Linked DNA regions of Arachis hypogaea: region 1 is linked to region 2. Evidence: chromatin contacts called from public Hi-C data. All regions are on one chromosome and are shown on one strand. The core of a region is the stretch at or near the end of the contact, and the rest is flanking DNA. Distances in the headings are between cores, read along the strand shown. Region 1 overlaps LOC112736754 (transcription factor bHLH122). Region 2 holds the start of LOC112736753.

What was found. Hi-C and Micro-C count contacts between places; a contact is called where the count stands out from the background.
Region 1: a Hi-C map of an unstated tissue shows a contact between it and region 2, with 2.6 times the contacts expected there. The contact joins the enhancer-like site here to the promoter of LOC112736753 in region 2. A contact is called at or near these places in 2 of 8 Hi-C or Micro-C datasets (leaf and an unstated tissue).

The regions. Positions count from the first base shown.
Region 1 is chr13:5,955,836-5,962,960 of arahy.Tifrunner.gnm2.J5K5, forward strand. LOC112736754 (transcription factor bHLH122) reads left to right here. Exons shown (of 7, transcript XM_025786340.3): 7 at 116-758. The coding sequence ends at 169. Among protein-coding and RNA genes, the nearest start is that of LOC112736754, 7.1 kb to the left of the region's middle. Within about 2 kb of position 4,661, at least 2 of the 3 cell types and tissues checked have open chromatin away from gene starts, as enhancers often do.
Region 2 is chr13:5,915,601-5,923,258 of arahy.Tifrunner.gnm2.J5K5, forward strand. LOC112736753 reads right to left here and starts at 2,714. Exons shown (of 1, transcript XM_025786338.2): 1 at 1,280-2,714. The coding sequence starts at 2,554. The coding sequence ends at 1,454. LOC112736752 reads right to left here and starts at 108. Exons shown (of 1, transcript XM_025786337.3): 1 at 1-108. The coding sequence starts at 60.

The DNA.
Region 1 (7,125 bases), core at 3,411-5,910, 42 kb after region 2:
ATAAGAAATTGAACTCATTAACTTAATATGTTGTATTACTAGTGAAATTGTGTGATTAATAGAGAAACATTGCACATTTTATAGTTAATAATTGTTCATGTGTGTGTGTGTATAGACTCTTTCGGACAGTCAAGCCAAGTGTACGTGTGCACACAAGAAGCAGCAATAACGAGAAGAGAAGAGAAGAGAAGAGAAGAGAAGAGAAGAGGGAAGGGATAGTGAGATATGAGATATGTGAGAGACACAATCTCTGTACAGATTTGTAATAATTTGGCCTAAACAACATCATCATAAGAGAGCATCTTTCTCTCTTATTACTACTAAGAGTTCACATTTGAGGCTCCAAATTTTATGACCATGATGATGATAATGCCACATAAGCAAAATCCAAAGGGAAATTTGTGTTTACATGCATGATGATGCATCTTCATTATCGTGGGACCAATGAATGCAGGAACGTCAAGATCGGGTGTTCATTGGCATTGGCATGGCAAGCATGCATGCATGCATGGGGGGACCAACTTCGCATCACATGACATGGTTTCAATTTCTTGGTTCATCATACACTTACTTAGCTTGTTGTAATGAGAGAGGTTTTTTATTTTCTTATTTGTTTTTCTTTTCTAAGGAGAAAAAATATATAGATTGCCCTCCCTTTTCTATAATATGTTTGAATCTAGGTTGACATATTTTAGATTATTATTATTATTATTATAACTTAGTTTAATGTAATAAATATGGTTTAGTCTGTTTCGACATGTTTGATAGATTTATGTTATGTATGTATGTTCCAAGATGTTAATTAACCTTAGGAGAGTGTAAAAAACAAGAGGGTTATTTTTCCATCAAGTGTTGAAGGAATTAAAAAGGTTATTAAATTCAAATTTTAAATTACGTAAGGATTAAAGCTTAATTATATCTTGTCTTTTCCAATTTAATGGATTGGTAAGAAGTTGGTCACCTGTAAGCCAATATCAAAGCATTTTTTTTTCTTTTCATTATGTTTGGTTTTTTTATTGAATCTTCTAATCTAACAAGTCAAAAATTAATCCCTCTGGAATTCGAGTTTTCTACAGTTGCCATGATATAATAAGATTATGCATGCACTTTTAGAGAGTTAAAAAATAGATAAATAAGATTATGCATGCATGCACTTTTGAGAGAGTAAAAAAATAGATAAATAAATAAATAAATAAATTCTAGTTGTGTTGAAGGCATCATACTAACTCGGACATTTTTATTTTAGGAGAAATTTTAAAGAGTTAAAATATGATCAATTTAAAGGTCGATAAAAAAAAAATCTGAGCTGGATAATATAAAACAATACATCTTAAAATATAAATATTTTATATATTTTTCACAATATAGCTAGGCAATCAAGTAATTTCAATAACCAAATCCTAACCAAGCTAGATTAGCGTATTTTCTTTTTAACATCGTCGTCGTCTTCTTTTTCTTCTTTAACAATAGTCGTCGTTTTCAACAACTTCAAGCTGTTGTTGCTTTTTCAACATCTTCTCTTGTTTGATTTCTTTTTTTTGTTTGTTTTTCTTTTTATCTTCTTTTACTATCATCATCATCGATGTCTTTTTAATTTTCTTCATCTCTTAGAGTATAGAATTTTGATGTACAACACATAAATTTTAATACATAATATGAATTTTTAAAAAATTACATACTTACAACATTGACTATTAACTAATAAAATATGTCCAACAAAACACAACAAATTTTTGAAAGACCACAATTAACTTATTTAACCAACAAAATATATTTGCAGCAAAAATTTGTGATATGTATAAAAATTTCTATACTATGTCAATAAATTTCTGTGCCATCCAACAAAAATTATTATGCTAAAAAAGCGCGAAAAAAAGTAATAACACATGCGCGTATTTATTTTGTTAAATTTATACCAATTTAATTAAACTTAGACTACAAAAACACTTACATGTATAGTATTTCTGTATCCTTAATTACAATCTAGGTGTACATACACATCTTTAATATAAGTAGTGAATGATAGGTACTTGTCTCAACCGTTTAAAATTCAAAATAAAAAAAAAAGTTATTATTCCACGAAAAGCAGATATAAAACTAAAAGCGAATGAGTTTTTTCTACTTTTGGAAGTTTTTTTTTTTTTTTTTGTCATACAATTTACACACATATTCATACTCACATACATTCTCTATTTAACGATTCATTCACGATTTTTGGTAAAATTTAAACCCAAATACAATATATTTCTCGTTTAAAATTTAAGAGACTAACAGTTTTTAATATCTTTTGTTATTATTTGAGCAGTATAAATATTAAATTGTCTTTAACAAATAAATTTTATTAATTTATGTGTATAAATTTTAAAAATATTAGTACAAATTATATTATTTTATGTGTACAAATTTTGATCAATATAGATATAAATTATATGTTTTTTATATATAAATATCTTTAAATATAAATATAAATTACTGTTAGCCAAATACTGATCTAAAATAATAATATTTGTTGATTATATATCATTGTTGTTTGTCATCTAAATAAACCCTAAACTGCTAAGGAGTTATAACTCAAATGATATTCACTTAGAGGTTGCAGATTCGAATCTTTCTCTATACTATAAAAAAAAAAAAAAAAAAAAAAAAAAAAAAAAAAAAACCCGAGCTGCGAAGTTAATCTACTTTTGAAGATAGGAAAGGTCATATGGAATTATGGATAATAGAGAGTTGGAGGGTAATGAATGAGTCACTATTCCTAATAGCTAATGGGCCAAATATGGTGGGTCCAAATCCATTTAAGTGAAGGCCATGTCACATATGATGTCACAATGGCAAAGTCCTTGCTATCTTACCAAGCCAACAAATAAAAATATAAACAAAAAGGGACAAAGTTTTCCCTAAACGTTAAGTAACTCAGTATGGATTACTTTGTGAAGGTACAAATTAAAGGCATGGCCTTAGTTGGAAAAATAATGTCACTACTCACTACTCACTATTGCATCCATAAAATGGTGATGGCTAGAATGCCTAAAAAATAATGTCTAAATTACTAAGAAGAATTAAAATTTAATATTTAATTTAAAAAATATAAAAATAAAATTTATTATAAAAGATAATTAAATATTAATTCATAGACATCATAAAATTCATCCCATAAAATATGATTGACACTTCAATTCACACCAGCCACTATCACATGCATTCACATACCTATGATGCTAATAGAAGGTGCATACTATAGAAAAAAGAAAAAATAGTAAAGAGATATATATCATTTTTATAAATAGTTTGATAACTTTAAAAAAAGTATGTCATTTTATTTTTATTAATTTTTTAAAATAAATTATACATACTATTTTTTTTTTTTTTACACAAACACTTCTCCATCGTAAAATAATTAGTAAAGTAAAGAAACTACAACAAAACAATGAAAGTTAGTGAACCTCACGGGGTTCATTCAGTGGGGACCTTCCTAAATAGCTATAACCTATGTTACTATTCTGTCTTTTTCTATGCTCAGGATTCTGATGCAGAGATTTTCTGTTCCCTTCAACAAATAATAATAATAATAATAATAATTAATAATAAATTATTTCTCGCGTACCCATGTGTTTTGCATTACTAATAATAATAATAATAATAATAATAATAAAAAAAATTATTTCTCTCATACCCGTGTGTTTTGCATTAATTGTTTAGATAAATGTTACATTATTATCTAATCTAATGTTTATATTTATAAAACTCTTGAAATAGTGCCTCAGACGGGTTGTACATTGTCTTGAAAGTCACAAACATATTCCTTACACGATAAATTAATAAATAGTATTATAGTTTAAATTATAGAAAAAATTTTGGAAGAGTTTTAAATATATGGAGAACACAAGTGTTTCAGTTGTTTTAACCATTGATTTAAATTATAAAAAATATATATAATATATATTAATTAAAATCAATAGTTAAAATAACTGAAACAGTGACATTTTTTAGTATATTTAAAATTTTTCCAAAAATTTGAAGTGTATAAAAAATACCAAGTGTTTCAATTGTTTTAACCGTTTATTTTAATTAATATATATTATATATATTTTTATAATTCAAATCAATGATTAAAATAACTAAAATATTAATGTTCTCGATACACTTAAAACTCTTTCTAAATTATATAAATAAATCCTTACAGTTATCAATAAGGTTGTTGACTTGTTGGAGTATCAAAATCAATTAATAAGGTTATGCATTTAGTCTACTTTTTCGGTCTCTACAGGAACTAAATGTAAATCAAGAGTGAGAATTAACAATTATTTCAACCCAAAGTACCCAAGCAAAAAGGCGTCTATATTAATATTATAAGATGTACTGTGAAAGTAATATTTATGGTGGCGGCTATATGCTATGCCTATAATATTGATGGGGATTAAAAGAAAAAGAAAATAAAGTTCCAAGGATATTGGGTCTAATAATACAAAGTTTATTAATAAATCTAAATACGGGACAGATTTTCTAAATCAAATAAGTTGATTAGAAGGTACTAATCATATGTGTTGCGCAATAACTAAAAGCCTAAAAGCAATTGGATATGAAAAGCTCCGTAGTAGCTAAATAATGGAGATGGAAAGTTGCTGAGATTCCTCCCATAAACCTGAGTCGCAGACTTTATAAATAATATAATATGCATGGACATATATATCCCTATATAACCCTTAGTGATATCCAAGGGTCATGCTAAACCCTCGGTAATAAAAAAGTACCCATCATAAACATCATTTCCACAAATTAAAATATATTTTGCAACTACATTTAATTTAAGTAATTGGCCAAAACATGATAAAATTCATAATCACTCTTTTTTTTTTTTTTTTTTTTACATTTTCCGTTTTTTGTAGTGGGTCACACTCAAGCTATATACATACATGATGGACAACGATAGATGGGCATTATAACATTTCGAGATAACATTTAAATTAAAGGGAAATTTTATGGTACTAATTACCAAAGTAAACATAGCATGAAGAATTAGATTAAACAATTGACACATTCAATTTTTTTCATTGAAAAGAATCTGCTTGAGTTGCTGCATGCACAAGGCGGGATTCGAACTTTCGACACTTGCTTAAGCGGACTAGTGAGCTAACCACTAGACCAACCTAACTTGATTTGTTACAAAGCTAATTATTAATTAATGTTCTCTTCAGCAATAACTATTTTTAGTATTGGGCTGAGAATTTGTCTGAATGACTAATAAGGACCGGATAACAATAGTTGATGATTTAATGATCCTTTTTTTAAATCTAGTTGAAAATGTCTTTTTTTTTTTTTTTTGTTTCTCTCCAAAGACCAAACTCTCTCTCACCGTGATTATAAACTAAGAATGTTTACTGATTCTAATAGTTTTCATTTATTTTAATTATGGTGAATAAGTATAGAAGTTTATTTTTATTTATTTTAAGTTTTTAAAAAATGGTAATGTGTGCATGCGAATGTCTCTACTTATTTTGAAAGAATTTATTTTTCAGTTCATAATTTATTTTGTTTTGAAATTTTATTGATTTCTATGAATAGTTATTGATTGGATGAATTTAATTCAAATTTAAAATTTTATTAACTAAAAAAATATAATTTAAATTCAAAAAAAAATTAAACCAATATATTTTTACATTATATTACACATTTATTTAAATTTAAATTAATATAATTTTATTACGATTTAGATCGTATCGATTTATATAATTCATCCAAATTTTAGGTTTTAATAGTTTTATAATTAAAAATCATTAAATATTTATTATTTTCAACAAAATATATTAATTACCTTTTAAATAGACTAAAAATATACTACAAACACCCTTTTTTGTTGTTTTTTAGTTTGATCTCCTTTACAATGGGAACATAATAGGTATATGGCAAATCAATAATAATAATAATAACATGTATCTTGTTTAGGGTAAAAAAATATGATTTTGAGATACATGTATGTGTAATTTTTTTCACTATAAATGAAATAAATAATATTACATAGATTAATAAATATTTTTTAAATTATATATTCGATAAATAAAATATTTAATTTATTTATTTTAAAAAATCCAAAACATTAATCTAAGATATCATAATATAGTCCAAAACTTAATTAAGTATTACTAACAATCATAGCTATATTTTTTGTTTTTGGCAATCGTAAGTATAATTGTCTTTTTTTTTTTGGACAGGTATAATTGTCTATTTACTAATCACGGTGAGCGAAAGTTTTTGGTGTGTGGAAGGGGAAAAAAAGTCATTTTTAACTAGACTTTAAAAAAAAGGTCAATAAATTATCAACTATTTTTTTTTTGGGTATTATTATCAACTATTTTTAATGTTATCTAGCCCCCTATTAGTCATTCAAAAAAATTTTCCAACCCAATACCAAAAGCAGTTATTGCCCAAGAGTTACTCAAAACATGAATTATTAATAATTAGCTTTGTAATAAAGAAAATGAAATAAAACAGCATTTGTAAAAAAAAAAAAAAATTCCCATATGTCACTCTCCTCTTTAAACATGCATATTTCGCATGCTATGTTTATTTTGACTGTTAGTATCATAGAATTTTTCTTAAATTAATTTCAAATAAACTTTAAATTAGATGATTTGTTTCTTTAAAAAAAATTTATTATTTAAAAAATTTCTGAAACGAATTGATCCTTTTGTAAGGGGGTTAATTAATTTTTTAATAATTTTTTAGGATATAATTGTTTTATAATAAAATTTATTAAATTTTTTTGTTCAATACGAAAATTAAAAATTTATTGAAAGTAATAAATAAACCAATCTATATAACGAGAGATATTTTCGTAAACATCTAGAATAATCAAAATTTTTTAGAATTAAAATATTGAATAAAAAGTTTGTTAAGAATTAATTTAGTTTGTTAAGAACTAATTTATTTAGAGTGAAGATACGTGTTTTTGGTACTTTTCAGTGACCTTTCATTTCATGGACTTTTGGTATTGTTGGGCTTTGCGATTTAACTCTAATTTTCTGGAGCATGTTGAGATGGGTTACCGATTATTGATTGGGCCTAGGACCCAATCAAAATGTTAGCCTTGATTAGCAAAACCCTCCACACCAAAAATATAGCAACTAT
Region 2 (7,658 bases), core at 1,464-3,963:
AATTAGAGCTACTAGTGACGTCACTAATGAGAGTGTAACTAAACTTGCACTTATACACATTGTGCTATGTGATTTGTGTGTGTGTGAGAATGCACGTCACTTAGTATAGGAATTAGCTTGGTATGTGTATATAGTTATATATATACCTCTCATAAAGGTTATAAAATGTTGAATTGTAAATTTTTATAGACATCACAACAACTTTAGTACCTTTATTCTCTGTGATCACTTATGCCAGAATGCGTGACAATTGATGGAGCTGTCAGATGAAATAAAGTAGTAGGATTTAATTTCCTCATATATCCAATACATAGTTGTCTTCTTGATCAAGAGTTTCCCATATTTGATGCCTAGGAATAACATTTTTGTGTTGTAGTAGAGAGTTCTTATGGCCATTTAAAAAAGGAAAAGTGGTAAAAATGAGTATAACATATAGATTTGCATGTTTAGTTAGCATAAGCTAAGGGATTGTTTCTTGTGGCATAAGGATTAATGTTGATGAATTTCTTTTTAAGTTAATTTTGTTGGGGAAGTTAGTTCTGTTAAAAATGCAAGGAAGGAATTTCGTAGATGTAGATTTTGAAAGTGATGGTGCATGGTGGGGCTGAATCTAATGTATAGTGTTTAATCCTTTTCATGCGGTGGGTGTAATATAACTATCCTTGAGTTAGAGTGAGGTACATGCATGTTTTGATCGATCCAAATAGCGGAGATGAAATGAGTATCTGTGTGTCTATGTTTTAGGCTTATTAGGTACACATTAAAAAGCTATAGGAATGAAACTAATGAAGATTGTTATTTCACTTTAATTTGACACTTTATGTGTTTAGTATCAGATTCAGCTGTTATGGCAAAGCAGTTCTTTTTAAAGTGATCTAGTTATAGCTTATTATAGCTATCACATCTCAGCTAAAGAGGCAAAATTCAAAGTTGGTTTTTGTAGGGGCACTAGCTGCGAAGCTAGTCTTCACTCTTCATCACTAGCTATTTCAGGACACATACACGAGATATATAGCTAGAAGGCATTCTTGAATACAAAGGATACCATATATTTTGCTTTGGATAAAGTTAATTTAACCTTATCATATTTTCTTCAAGCCATAAAAACACGAGACTTCTTAACGCTAATTAACATTCATTTTGACGTTTGTTTATATAAAACACTTATGAGGGAAGTAAAGGTTTTGGTTTACTTTAATTTTCTGCTTCTACTAAACGCCCGGTGTTGAGAGTAACATGTATCTTAATCAAAAGCATAATAAATCTAGAAACAAAACTCTTTACAGAAAAAAATCATTGGCCATCTACGGATGATAAAGGAACAAAACCCTTTCCATCTCCTTCAGCTTATCACAAATAGAGCGACATACATATGGTAAGAATAACTTACTTTTCTAGCTCACAAATACAGACACATTTTGAAAGAACACGAAAGATAAACAAAGAATAATAATTAGCAAGCTTTGAGTAGTGGCTTCCCACAGAGACAATCATTGTGGGCGAATGAGGACTCATCAAGAGTATCAAACACACCACCCTTTGGAATTGGGCCACACAAGTGATTATAGCTCAAATCAAGAAACCCAATAAACGCAGCTTTAGCAATGGATTTAGGGATCGAACCCCTAAAATTATTGTAACCTAATTCCAAACACGTAAAATAAGACTTGGGCCCAAACGAATCAGGTATATAACCCTCCAGCATGTTATGGCTCAAGTCCAAATCACTGATACCTGAGCCCAACAGGCCCGATGGAATCTTTCCCGAAAGGTTGTTTGTATTCAAATTTAGTGTTGCTAGAACTGGCATTCGGCCCAATGATTCAGGTATGGACCCCGATAGCCTGTTTCGAGACAGATCCAGATCCACGAGACGATACATTCGAGAAATTGAGCCCGGAATTGGCCCACTAATCTGGTTCCCGTTAAGGAAGGCCCGGCTCAGAAACCTTAGTTGGCCCAAACTGTTCGGGATCGGGCCAGAGATTCTGTTGTTACGGAGGTCAAGGTACGTTAATCCGGTCAACGACGAAATCGATGCCGGTATTACGCCGGTGATGGAGTTGTCGGCGGCGCTAAGATGCGTCAGCTGCCGGAGGTTTCCGATGTTGGAGGGGAGAGTTCCGGTGATTCGGTTTCCAGTGAGATCGATGATGCGGAGGAAGGAGAGGGAGGTGATGCAGGGAGGAACGTCGCCGGAGATTCCTTGCCAGTCGGTGATGACGATGCTGGAGAGGCTAGCGAGTTTGCAGATCTCCGGGGAGATGTGACCGGCCATGTATCCCTGGCGATGAGGCTTCTCGAACGTTGTGTAGAGCGTGGTGGCACGGAGGTTGATCTCGGCTACTCTGCCGGAGTTCTGGTCGCATGCTACGCCGAGCCAGTTCCGGCAGCAGTTAGTGCCGGTCCAGGAGTTGAAGATTCCGCCGTTGTACGGCTCCCGGAGAGCAGCCTTAAAGGCTAATAGTGCTTCCCGGTCGGAGGGCGGACACGAGTTCGCGGCGGAAATTACCGCCGCGAGAAATAGTAAGGTGGCTGCTGCTGTTACAGGCATTGTGATTTGGACTTTGGAGTTGCAAGTTGCAAGAACGTGAATATATAGAGAGAGAGTAGCGTGGCTACTTAATTACTTAGCTTGTGCATCAGAGTTTGGAAATTCTGACAACTACTTAAATATTTTGATGGAGCCTTCTCAAATGATTCTGCTCCCTCTCATCATGTCAACTTAATTCATAAATAAATAACAAATTTTAGTCAAGGAATGGGTTCACTCGTCCACATTTAAGGATTAGATGTTTAAATCTCATCTTAGCATTTAAAATTTAATAAAATATTTCATTTGTGAATTTTGTTTGGCTAGAAACTTTAACACTGTAATAACATGTAATCTTAATATAAGGTGACTTTTTATTTTCTCCTTGAATTAATTATGATAGGCCATATATATCCTTTAATTTAGAGTTCCAAGCTCGAATATTTTCACAACAATATATATTTGACTTTCAAGTTACTCCATCTCACATCACATGTTAACTCTTTTAATTTGGTTGTCTTGCAGGAAGGAAGTTTCTAATATATTGATATAGTTCTTGATAAATGTGTTAAATCTTCGTAGAGCATTTGTTTATTGTGATTATTGTACCAAGAAATAATCCAGATATAAAATTTGAACAAGGAAAAAGGCAACTTGGGTTTTCAACGCATAAACTCCAGCCGTAGCCTTCCATGCATGTTTAGTTTCTCAATTATTTATTATCTCCCTTGTTAAAATTAGTATTCAAAGGGAAGGAAACCGACCAACCAGTGAAGGCTTTAAAGTTTTTTTTTTATGTAGTTTTAATGCATAATTAAATTAGGATTGAGGAAGTATAGGAGGTAACGAAGTATTTATATAATGTGTACAATGGGTATAAGAATATTAGATATTTATTATCATGGTATTCGAATTGTTATTTTGGATAGTATGAATGTATTGTGTTTGAGAAATTAGTAGTATTTTATCTTGGATGTTCATTTTCTAACTCATATTGGGTCAAATAAATAATCTATTGTACACATTGTACAAATACTCTATTGGCTCCCTAGCGGGATTCAATTTTATTAGGTAGACAATGGTTGTTGTGAACAATGTGAACAATGGGATGTAAAATTGGCCAAATAAAATAAAAATATACTACACTATCAAATTATTCACCTAAATCTTAATATTAGAATAACCATCTACACATCTAATGAATTTAACATCCAATATATCTATTGTTTACATATTTTAGTATTTTTATTGTCTACCTATATTTTTCCATTAAATTATGCTAATGACTTCAAAGTGGTGATTTATTAGGTTAAAGATATAACTATTTCAAAATATTTAAGAGACAATAAAAAATTAGTTCACGTTATTTTAATATTATCTTATTTTACACTATTTAATTACCACTTAACTTATTTATATTCCTTAATTATTATTGGAATAATTAAATAATATTACATATAGTAAGTGTATAACTGTGCACATCATATACATAAAATTATAGATATTAAGTTAAATTATTAAGATAATTATTTAAGTTGTTTTTAGACTTGAACATCAGATCTAAATTCGTATGGGGGAGCGTTCGACATCCACCGGTGTCAAAGTGTCGTCATCCGAATTTTTCGTGAAGTAGGGGATGGTACTTACAAATAACCCTGATACTTTAAGTTAGCAATTTTTTAGTAAATTGGGTTCAAAAAATATTTGAGAATATCAGGATGTTTATAAATATAAATATAGAGTCAATAACTACCTTTTAGAGTAGTTTCGCCTTTGATAATAGATAATCGTTCCCTTCTATTAAAAAAATTGTTGATATATCTCATCTAGATGAAGGAAAAAAGCAAAATTATAGGAGTTAGTTTATTAATTCAAGTAAATAGGGCCAAAGTTTGCGCCATCAAAACCCTTATATGTAGATTGAACTTTGCTCACTTTTAACTTAGCTGTGTTTTGGACTAGAGAATAAATAATAACTTTAAGTTATTATTTTTCTAACATAATATAAAGTTATTGTTTCTCTAGCATAATCAAATAATTTTTTATTATTTTTTTATTAATTTAAATTTTTAAAATAAAACAATTTTATAACATGGTATAAAATTTTTATGACAAAAAAATTAAAGTTTAATCCTCGTTAATGATTCTCTGGAATATAATTTTAAATAAAATATAAAATCTTAGACAAATTTTACATAAATATAAAAGATACTTTTGTTACATTATTCAAAGTAAATACAAATTCTGTTTTTATTTGTTAATATTTAATTAAGTCTCTAATAATTGTATTTTTTTAATATATTTTTAATATTTAATTTCATTCATCTTGTCTCTAACATTTTCGATTTGTGTCAAAATTTTTTATAAAAATTTTTAAGTTTGTCCTCAACATTTTATATAGAGTTAAGTTTAGGGAAAATTTTGAATAAAAATTGCTTAAATACAACTAAACGCTTGAGATATATAGCCACAAAAAAAAAAAAAAAAACGCTTGAGATATATATTTAAAAAATATTAAAAATAAAAAATATAATTTATCTTATTTAATTTTATCTTAAAATTTTGTATGGAATCTTTTTTATCACAATCAAGTGACATGCAAATTGGATTTTCCAATTGTTTGTTCAATTTGCACAATTAAAAAGCATAATGGAAACGAGATATATATACATATGTGCCTCTCGATCGAGTTTGAGCTTTGAATCGTCACATGCCAACATGTGCAAGGTATATACATGGATTTTCATTTCAACCATTTTTGTTATAATTATGATCAGAATGGCATGCATATACCTCGATCCACGCGCATATTTTTCCTCTAAACATTAATTAAGCATATGAACGTATATACATCAGTAATGGTAACCAATGAAACGCTCTAAGTTTGTATGTCGTTCATCATGAGTATAAATATTTTTAGTGGATTACGTCGTATTCGTTTAATCTCCAGAGGTTTAATTACATGAAAAAAATGTAGTTACGCAATTGAAGAGATGAAATATTTTTGCTGTGACAGAACTTGACAGAAGTGAGTGTATCTAAGATACACTTGTGCCTTAAAAAAATACATTCCAAAGATTCAAATGTCCATTAAGGGAATATGCAGAAGAAAGCTTGAATCCTTAGAGTGTGTTTATAATCCTTTTTTATATTAGTTTTTGATGAGCACTTCATGTCAAAGTTCTTTTTATTGATTAATGAATAATTATTTAAATCCATTTCTAAGAATTTTAAAAATATATTTTTTAATTTTAAAAAAAAATTAATACACAAAAATATCTTTAAATTTTATTTTGACAAACAAATCAATTTTTAATTTATTTTTAGATAAAGTAATTATCTAAATCAATCTCTAAAAATTTAAAAATAGACATTTTAGTTCCTAAAAAAATCAATACACAAATTAATTTCTAATATTTTTTCTCAAACATAACGGTTTTCAGTCCATTTTTCAATACAACTCACTAATAGAAAATGTAAATTTGATACATTTTTTTATTAACATTATTTTTGCATACATTATAAATCAAAGAAAAACAATATGCATGTACACATAGATGTGTATGTTAAGTTAGTCTAATTATAAAATGGGAGATGCTCCCATAAAGACGCGTAAAACGTCTTTACAAAAAGACGCGTAAAACGTCTTTACAAAAAGACGTTTACGTGTCACATTATTATTGAACGTATTAATAAATCGATTATTTTTAAATTTCTTAACCAATTTGAATAAAATCGATTTTCTATTACAATAACACTAAATTCAATTTTTTTTAGGAATTTAATTATATTTTTAAATTTTTTGGGATTTAAATATCCGCAAAACAAAAAGTTAAGGATATATTTGTCTTTTTATTAAAAAATTTAAAGATATTCGATTTATATTGTGTATTTCAATCGGATCAAATTGGGTCTAATAATTATAATGCAGACCATTGGATTTATTATTGTTACTATAATAAATCGATTTTGTTCGAGTTTATTAAAAAATAAATTATTAACCAGTTTAATAAAGATGTCCAATAATAAGATGCACATATAAACTTCTTTAAAAAAAGATATTTTAAGTGTATTTATTAAAGTGATCTCCTTATAAAATATATTTTCAGTTAGCTTTTTAAGTTAATTGATAATTTGGTAATTAAATTAAAATTCAAGTGAAAATAGAATAATAATTTTGATTATATTTAATTCCTACCTATCACATTAAACTAAATTATATTAAATATAAAAATATTAAATAATTTCGGCATTGAATTTTTTTTAAATAATCTCTAATAACTTTATTAAACAATAACAATAACAACAACAATAATATAACAATAACAATAACAATAACAATAATAATAATAATAATAATAATAATAATAATAATAATATTATTATTATTATTATTATTATTATTATTGGGTGACGATATATATACTTTTTTATATTTTTTATGTAAAAACTCTTTTTATATTATAAATACATATATAAGAATCTAATAATCTAACGAATAAATTTATCATTATTTTTGTTCAAAAATATGAAAAAAATTATGATACAATGTTATGGTGCAATTAATAATAATAATATAATAATAATAATAATAATATAATAATAATAATAATAAATTTTTTTTATGTGGTGTAATTTATACTAATGAATATCTCTAAATGCGCATTCGATGATGATGATTATATGAGCATATCTACTTACAGTCTTACATAGTGTATACACATGTATATAATCCATATTTGAATCCCTTTTATGAAAGACATATCTAGTTTGGAGTTAAAGAATATTTAACATAACAAAATGAAACGCACAAATAACAAGACATGAAACTAGACAAACCATAATAATATGCTTTTAGTTTAAGAAAATATGAGATTTAGTACATCTCTTTTTGTTGAATTTGGAATTGTGTATGTAGTAATGATGGTTCAATAATATTTTTTTTTGAAAAAAATACCATATTAGAAATCAAATAGATTTGACTTAAATAATTTAGTGAGTCATGTCGAAAAATAGACGAGAACTGTTCAAGTTAATAATATGAATGAAATCCGAGAAGAAGCTCCAGTGTATATAGAGAATCTCACCATTTTAAAAGTAATCGTAAAAACGATGGAATCCAACA